Regions from separate parts of the Zea mays genome. Here region 2 is linked to region 1. Evidence: chromatin contacts called from public Hi-C data. All regions are on one chromosome and are shown on one strand. The core of a region is the stretch at or near the end of the contact, and the rest is flanking DNA. Distances in the headings are between cores, read along the strand shown.

The links. A called contact is a pair of places that touch in the nucleus more often than the background predicts.
Region 2: a contact with region 1 is called in a Hi-C map of bundle sheath, with 3 times the contacts expected there. The contact joins the enhancer-like site here to the promoter of LOC100381618 in region 1. A contact is called at or near these places in 4 of 25 Hi-C or Micro-C datasets (bundle sheath, ear, endosperm and 1 more).

What each region holds. Positions count from the first base shown.
Region 1 is chr2:140,089,721-140,094,498 of Zm-B73-REFERENCE-NAM-5.0, forward strand. It overlaps LOC100381618, which reads left to right and starts at 2,775. Exons shown (of 7, transcript NM_001361457.1): 1 at 2,775-3,166; 2 at 3,572-3,771; 3 at 3,878-3,937. The coding sequence starts at 2,890.
Region 2 is chr2:140,192,172-140,196,949 of Zm-B73-REFERENCE-NAM-5.0, forward strand. No RefSeq gene overlaps it. Among protein-coding and RNA genes, the nearest start is that of LOC606407, 36 kb to the left of the region's middle. Within about 2 kb of position 1,915, at least 18 of the 20 cell types and tissues checked have an H3K27ac peak or open chromatin away from gene starts, as enhancers often do. A contact at or near this core is called in bundle sheath, ear, endosperm and 1 more, where this site is marked.

The sequences.
Region 1 (4,778 bases), core at 1,525-4,024:
TGACGTTTTGTAAACACTACACATGTAGTGAAGGTTTTGTCTGGCTGATGCCCGTGGTTTTTCTCTTCGCATTGAAGGAGTTTTCACGTTAATTTGTGTTTCGTGCTCTGTGATTTGTTGGTTGATCTACTTTTATTTTCCTATGGTTTTCTGCTAACATCTCACATTGTGTAGACAAGTTTCCCTCCGTGCATTATTTCTTGCCTTATTTACCTCCGTGCAACAAACAAATGCGAGTGCGAGTGATGTACAACCACCAAATTTTAGGCGAGATGGATCCCTTCCTATATTTTACTCTGCTCTGTTTCCTTGAACGTGTGAATCTCTTTCCTTCCCAAATTTCTCCATTGATAAAAGGTGGAAATCGGCAGTGCCCTCACCAGCTATAAATGGAGCCACACTGATCTCCCTTTCTATCTGTTCTCCCTCTTTTCTCAGGTAATTGTGTTGAATTTGTGATCTATCAGAGTACGAATCCCACACACGTTGAATGGTGGTTATCTATTTGATGTTTCTTGTGTTTTTATTCCCTTAACTACGCGAGACATCAGTGCTTACATGCTCTGGGTTTCTTTCATTAAGAATATCGCAATATAATTCTAACTATTGAGTTTTGGCTTACTCTGGGGCACATATTGTAGTCGCTGGTGCCTACTACTGATCACGCATATCTGGGCCAGGTTTACCCACGTCGCCGTCTAAGAAATAACACACAAAGGGATTCACTACCGCAACACTGACATTCCTCTATGCGTTATTTATAATAATATTTGGGTCGAAATATTTATAATAATATTACGTATTTATATTGTTATGTATCTATGTTTAATCACGGATTTTGTCGTCATTATTGTAATCACGTTCCGTGGCATCGCACGGGCACGTACCTAGTATACTTATATGGCTATATTTAGAAAACGAAGAAGAAATCGAAGTGACCGAAGAGAAGACACCACCACCTTCGGAATATCAGGCCGGGAATTGTTTCTACTTCGATATCTGCGGGTCCGAGCCTGACTCACCTACTAACGAAGGCAAGCTCTGGTGCATTTGCCACCTTCCTTGATGTTTTTAAAATCTTTCTCACTTGATTGATGCATTAGGTGATAGGAGTTGAATGCTTAAACAATTCCTGCATTACCTTCCTTGAAACCCTGTTTTTACAAAAAGGTTTTTCTATGCTTAGTATTGCTTTAGAAAAACAAAAGGATTTGTTTTACAAAAGATGATTGGCAAAGTGGGAGGGTTGTTTTCAAAAATAAAACTTGATGGTGGATCCATCATGGTCGTGATGGGTTCAACATCGGAAAAGATGTACCTCTGCCAGGTACCAAGTTTTTGGGTTGAAATGATTAAGCTGAGACCGGGCGGGTGACTTGCACGAGAAAGGAGTCTTGGTGTAGTGTCTCCGTCTGAGTCGATTAAGGACCGTGTCGATGTAGGCTTGATGACCGAGGACCCTTTAACTGGTCACATGCCTCGTCATGGGTAAGCCTTGCCTCGGGCAGACTAAGGCCAGAATAAGATAACACGAAATGGGCGTGGAGCGGTGGCGGGAGTAGCGTGTACCCTCCGTGGCAAGAGGCTGGACGGTGGTGTATCTGTGCTCTCAGTTTGCGTGAACCTGATCTGGTCTTAAGAACCCCGGTGGCGGGTTGACATATGCAAGGGTTAAGTGCTACATATGTCGTGTGATTGGAGATCCTCAGCTGAGTATAATCGATTCGGATCGCCGTACCTTCGCGGTTATGAAGACTTGGTCACTGACTTACACGTAGCAATCCACTAAAGATGATGGTTTGTTAAGAAATTGGCTAATGCAGGACAAGTGATTGAACTAGGGTAGAAAAAACTCTAGTTGCAGGTAATTTTACTTAACCTGACAAATAAAACTGGATTTTTAAGGATCCACTTTAGTAATCATTTCTACAAAACAGAGTCTTTGATTATTGAAAGTCTTACCTTGACTCCCTTATAACCAGCATACCCTTGAGAGTCTTTTCTTTAGTCGGGTAAGACTTGCTGAGTAATTCCATACTCAGGGTTTATTCCCCCGTTGTTTTTAGGTGAGGAAGCGACAAATTTTTGTTGCTTCTGCTCTAAGATGGTGCCAAAAGAAGAACGCAAGGAATGAAGTGCGGGAGGAAAGGATCCTCCATATAGAACTTTTATATAAGAACTTATCGGGAGGAGTTTTTACCTCCCTTGGTATGTGTAATAATATTACTCTGCACTCATACGATAACTCTGGTCTGTAATAAGTAACTTGATCTTACTTTCTAAATAAATGTAAGTTTATGTAATCGCTTCCGCATTTCTATATCTCCGATGTTCTGTAATGTCTGCAAGACGGGTGAAACGTTCCTGGAAAGGTAAGAAAGAAGATACCGAGCTTGTCGAGTGATTCAGGAACATCTACAGGGTTGTCTGATGTCTATTGGACAAGTACAGCTGTAGGTGAACCTAATTACTTTGGAGGTTCCGTCACACTCTGCCTCTCTCTGTCTGAATAAAGCTCGCTCGATATGAAATATAGCCCAGCCCAGTCCTTTCTCTCTAGTACGCAAGAGACCCAACATTTACGACCCACACCGATTAGGCCCGTTCTTTTCGCGGCCCATTTGAGAGAGACGCTCACCACTCACGCGGCACACCGCACACGCTGGTCCTAATTCTGACCGTTGCAACTCCAAAATCCAAATCTGCCGCCCGGTTTCATAGCCACCTCCAACGTCTCCTTCGCCGGCGCTCATCCCCCCTACACATCCCCCTCCCCGTTCTTCTCCAAGGCTTCAAACTCGCAGAGATTCGCAGTCTGCACTACGTCTCCTTGACCTCAGCAGCGGCCACACAGCCACGCGCACCGAGAGAAGAGAGATTCCCCACGGCATGGCGGCGGCGGACGGGGACGCCTTGATCGCGGCGTTTGCGGTGTCCAAGGGCGGCATCGTGCTCAAGCACATTTTCCTCAACGCACCACCGCCGGAGGCGATGTGCGGGTCCGGCGGAAGAGAAGTGGAGAGTGATGAGGAGGACCCGCCGGTGATGGTGGGTCGGCACCCCGACTGCCACGTGCTCGTCGACCACCCCAGCGTCAGCCGCTTCCACCTCGAGCTACGGTGCCGACGTCGACAGAGTCTCATCACCGTCACCGACCTCCACTCCGGTGAGACGCCAGCCTCTGTTACCTTTTCCCCTTCCTCTGCATCCTCGTAATGTGTTCGTGATAGCGGCGCTAACAGGATTGGTCCGATCCCGCGGACTGATCTGGCCTGTTAGTCTACATTTCAATTGATTCGTGCTCGTTCAACTGTGGCGTATTCTATTTAGGGATTTCACTAGAACTTCAATGCGTTGTTGGACTTGGATCATCTCCAGACGGGATCAATGCTGCCTTCATCATTGCGGATTTGGGATCAGATTTTTTCCCCCATCGAAATTTCCTACAGAGTGTCGCAGTCTTCTAATTTTCGACTGAAACGATGTAGTGTCTCAGTCTTCTGTTTTTGGATTGAAATGACGTGGAAGTTAACTCGGCGTTTCCCATTCCTGGGGGTCTTCATTGATGCAGTGCACGGGACATGGGTTTCGGGGCGACGGATCCCACCCAACACGCCAGTGGATCTCGCTACCGGTGACACGCTGCGGCTCGGGGCCTCTAAGAGGGAGTATAAGCTGCTCTGGCTGTCGCTTCGTGAGGCATTTGAGATGGACGATCTGATGTATATGCCATCGCTGCCTGAGGAGGACAAAGAGGAGCCATATGTTAAGGTAGCAACTATCTAATTCTCGTTTATATGCTCGTAGAATAAGTTTCTATGTTGTTTTGGCACTCGGTGCCGTTTCTTTGTGGTTTAGTGTTTGATGAAATGCGCAGGAACCAAGCAGCAAGTTATTGCCTGGGCACAGGGATTCAGTGAACATGGAGACCCATCAGGTTTGTTCACAGCAAACCAGTATTACTGACTACTGGAAACATTCTATGAAATGCTTATCAGTATCTTTAGAGCTGCAATCCATGTTTATTGACTTCATAGCCTGAAACTGCAAAGTGGCAACTGATGTAGTTTTTATTTTTATTTTTTTCGTATTAGTATGTTATGTATGATCTTCTTTGCATCTAAGAAAATGGATCTGCTAGGTTGCAAAATCAAAGGCAGCAACGCGAATTGCCTCAATTCTTTCCAGTTTTTGATGTGTTGATTATAGTTACTCCACTGTAGTAATCCTTGTATGCTTGTTCTATGAATATATATAACGTCTTATTTTCCTACATGCCACTTCAAGTAGATCTGCCCTGTTAATCGCTACTGATCAATCAACATTCTCTTCTTAGTTTTTTACTGCATTGATGATCCCATTTGACTGTATCCAGCAGTTGCCTAATTCCTATGAATATCATCATATTTTTGTCATGCCTTGTGAATGCTGCATGCCTGCCTTGTGCCAAACTTGATTGAAAATAATTATGTTGCCTAAATGAAATTTGTCATGCTGTACTGCTAGATTTGTTATTATTTGGGCACTTCATGCCAGTCAAAATACATTGTGCATGTCCGTAGAGTCATAGAATAAGTGCGAACCTCTATTTGATACATATTATTTTCTATGCTCCTGATTCTATTGTGCTAAGTTAAATTTATCTGAAATGACATACTATTTATTTGTTTATGGGTGAGGTAGGGATTCGGGTGTTTTCTTGACCTGCTTGAGATTTTCTTCTTGATGCAATACCTTGGGGTTGTCATATCCCCACAGATCGAGTTTTTTACATTCTA
Region 2 (4,778 bases), core at 665-3,164, 100 kb after region 1:
GGAGATGACGGCCTAGACCTCTCACGAACTCATCACAGCATCCTCCATGCGCCTCATCCTGCGGCACCTATCCTTGACCTGTGGGGGGGGGGGTGTAAGACACCAAGAGTGAGCTTACATACGTTCATCGTTCAACAAGTTATGGGGAATAATGTGCATGAACTCGCCAAAGGTGTAAGTTCACGTGAAGTGTAAGGCTTACCAAAGAGGATGGTTGAAGCTGAGCATTGCTTTTAAAGTTGGTCAAAATTTTATTAGCAGTTACTAAGTATATGTAAATACCAACCCAATTAAGTAGTAGAACAAAAGTTTTAACAACACCTGTGATGCAATGCATATGACAAATTTGAATTTAGTTCCATAAATTAATCATGTGAGGGTCCGAGCTGCTCATGACCGTGAGCACGGCTGATATACCAGTTTTACACTCTGCAGAGGTTGCACATCTTTACCCACAAGTCATGTTACCCACCTGCCAAGGGATAGCGACTCCCATACACCTCTACCTAGGAGGCGAGGCAGGGTAACACTACGAGGCCTTTAAAAAGTTCCACTAGCTTTCGAAAACCCGCTACAGTTTATAGGAAGCTCCAATGCAGGGACCCCTTGCCTGACCGCCATCGTAGCAAAATCAACCCATGGGCCTCCCTACACTGACCACTCCCCTACTGCCCTTGCCCCTTTCGGGTAAGGTAGTCTTCCACTAGCTTTCCAAATTAGTGAACCAAGGGCGTCCCATACCACCCTTGTGGTAGCACTATTTTCCCGGGTGGTCGCTCCATGTTCCAATTAACATAATGATCTTATCATAAACAATAAATAACAACTGATAATATAAGTATGATAATGAATAGTGTGTATATCTATACCCAAAACCATATAAAGCAATAACAGGTACTACCCAAAAATTCAGTGGTGAACAAGGTATAAAGATAGTCAAACTAGGGTAACCTATTGTGTCCCATCAAAATTAACCTATGCAGATCGTTATGATTAATAAGAACATGACTGGGTAAAAAAAGTGATCAAGGGCACAACTTGCCCGAGACTTTAGATTCCAGGTACTAGGATGATCTTCAGGTGGCTCGTAACCTCGTGCTAGTCGTAGCAATACAAACAAATATGGTATAGGAAAAATCAACATCACACCAAACATAAGAATAAACTGCATAATAATAATCTACGCGTCGCTACGAGATCGTGGGTTCGAGAACCGCTAAATACGGGGTTACGGTTATGAAGTTATGGTTTTCCGAAGATCCACGTGGTTAAATATAGAATATACTAAGTTCAACATTTTAACCTATATTTCATGACAAAACAAAGTTACCAAGTGATAATAAATATTATTGTGAGACTAATGTAACTTGAATGAATCAAAACGGAGTTAAAATAGGGACGTTATAAATTTCCAAAGGTTTTATGTATTTGATACAAAATTAATTAAGAGATTAATTTTAATACAGTTTTCATGTCAAACCAGAGACACTAGTTGACAAACAATAATATTATAAAATTATAGAAACTGAAATGGGTCAATTCGAACTTAATATGAATTTCTTATGGATTTAACAAGATTCTGGAATTGTTTTTATATAAGAAATTCATTTTGATTATGTTTTCTCTTAATTAATAACTGGTTGTACTACAGCTGTGAATTCCAGAGAGCACAGGGTCTACTACGCAAATAGTTTCAAGGCTCAGGACTGGACCGCTGGTTGTTTTTAAGTAAACTGAGGGGTTCATATGAAAAAGTACGCCTGCGAAGGGGTACGCGCCGATAACAGCCATCCGATCAATAACAGAGCGCTAGGATTAGATTTATTTTAAAACGAACCGGTATATGATCCGGGCAACCCCATCACACGATCCACGACCCTGATATCACGGCGCCAAGATCTGCCTCTGGCCGTCTGATCCTATACCTACGACTAAGATCTTATTAGGTGAAGGGGTATGTCTCGCTTTAATCCTGGTCGTACGTCCAAGATCCAATGGTCCCGCATCCTCCTTCTTCCCCCCAACGTCGGCCGATGGCATGTCTAGCATAGCCGGCGGGGCCATTGCCGCCCACGACCATCCATTGGCCCGGCACCCAGACTCCATCGTCGACCATTCCTACACACAGTTGAGATCAACGTGAGTATACCAGAGAGGATTCTTACCGGCAGTGGCGGCAGAAACAGGCTCCCTACGGCGTTGGGCGGATCTGGGATGCCAAAATTGCTCCGGCGAGCAATTCCCACGGTTCCAGTGAACCCCCGTGCTCAGAAATACCCCGCGCACACGCGTCAGGGGCCATTGGCTTATCTCCACGCCATAGCGCAAGCTTTTCGTGGTTGTGGGCCGAACTGGCATGCGACGACACTCAGCTCTCGCTTCGCCTCTTGGAGTGAGCTCCCAGCAATGGCAGCCCCTGGTGTTCCATTTTCTAGGTGCGATGGATCGGTCGTGGGGTACGAGAGGAGTGCGGCACAAGGTTTTATAGCCCGAGGTGGTAGGGATTTCGGGCGCGGTTTGTTGGATCGCCGGGAGGGGAACGAGCTACGGTAGACTCGGAAGATCCCAACGGACCGGTCTAGAAGAAAGAGCTGACAAATGGCCCCCACATGGCGGTGACCCACACACGGGCCCACACGTCAGCACGCTCCACCGGTGTGGACAGTGCAGTCAGCGGGGAAATGGGCCGACTATTTGGCCCAGAGGAGTCGGTCCGCGCGAGGCAAAGAAGGTTGGCCTGGGGGAAACATGGGCCGCCAGGTGCGGTTTCCTTGGACCGAGGGAGAGGATCTGACACGACGGGGTCCACCTGCCATCGGCTTGGAGCAAACGCAGACGCACATCATGTGAGGCTGACAGGGGCGGCCCACACGTCGGCGCCGGTGCGCGTGGAGAAGTAAGTGGGCCACGCGACAGAAAATGGCAAATGGGCCGGAATGAAGGTAACTCAGCCCAAGAACCAGTCTGCCCATTTTCTTTTCTTTTTATTTTCCAAACTAGATTAAACTAAATTTTTAATTTAAATCTAGGTCAAATTTATGTGCTCAGTCATAATAAAACTCCAGAATGCAAAATACAAAAGTATATTTGTTTATTTATTTCTTTATCTTATTCATTAAACAAATGCTTTCAATTATGGAAATCCACAAACTCAAAGTTTGTTATGTTAACATAATATGATTTATATATGTAGTTAAATTGAAAGTTTATTCCGAACTGAATATTTATTTGTTTTAAGAGAAATTATTTCTTAATATGTAATCTCTTATTAAGGAAATGCATTATTTACAACTATATATATATATTATATTTTTTAGAGAATGTATCCAAATGCATAATTCACCCAAGATTATTTTGATCCATTTGTGTTCAAAATTAATTTTATTCATTATCCTTTGGAAGAATATGCACAAAGAAACGAAAATCAAGTAATTCTCAAAACACTTTTATGTAAATACATGTATTTATTTATTTTATTATTTTTACCTTATACAAATTTTAGGGCTTTATAAATCCTACCCCCTAACAGAAATCTCATCCTCGAGATTTGTAAGAAAAGGGATACACACGGTTTGGTTTGTAATTCAGTTTTTAATCTATAATTGGTTCAAAAATTTAGAGTCTCATTTTTTATGGTCAATAGTGGGTGATTGGGAGAGCATAGGTATCTAGCTACTTATTATATAGAATATAAGCTGGGCAAGTTTGAGGTAAGAAAGATTATGGCAAGGAAAAGACTTCGTTCGAAATGTTTAAGTCTTGATTCATCTAGAGATTTGCTTTGACTGTTATATCCTTCCTTGTCGATATTGATAATTTCTTCTCCGCTCTTGGTCTTACTGATTCGACATTAGTGTATATTATCAGAGTTGGGGAATATGGTTAAGATAGTTATGAATAAGATAGACTACATGATGTAGGTCAAAAGTTTGTTTGATGTTAGGTGGGGATAGACAGATTATACCATCCATCATGACTCTATTGGTTGATTTAGATCTTTTTGCTCTTGGTTGAGTTGGTCTAATATACTAAGTTAAGTTAATACCAGGCTAATAGGGTCTAATCTTTTCTACCAGTATCACTAATCTGTTTAAGTAGACCACATTAGTTTAGTATATGGCTATGAATTAGATGAGGTTAGTCAGAGTCTGGTTTGGTTGTTTTGCTTCTGAATGGTTTGGATAGGTTATGTAACCTAATATGTAGGTCAAGTTGTTGGGTATGACCGAGTTGATCTGTCGTTCTTAATTTAGTGTAGAGTGAATTAAATTAAAACATATTTTATAGGAGTAGAGTCTCATTTATTTTACCACTATTATCTGGTTAAGTGACTGACCTTAGGTTAGCTCAACTTAAGGTTATACTTCGTTAGGTTGGATTAACCTATTAGATTGGATCAGATCTAGAATAAATTGATATAACTATTTTAGACTAGATAAGATCTACTTAATTTATTTTGGAATAGATCAAGTTTGTTACACTAATATGGGATAAGCAAAGTGGTGGGGGTAAGTATGCTTATTAGGACAAGATGAGTCTACTAAGGTAATAGAGTATCTTTTAAGATAAGATAGATATGGTTAGGCTAGATACTTTAATGAGGGATAATCTAGTTTGTCTAGTTATTTTTATAAGCATTTTTTTGCCTATATGTATATGCAGATGTAATTGTGGATATTACTCCACAACTCATCACACTCAATCAAATATCCAAATCAAACAAGTATCATAAGAACAAACATTGAAGTACATAGATACTAAAAAAATAGTTTTGTTTT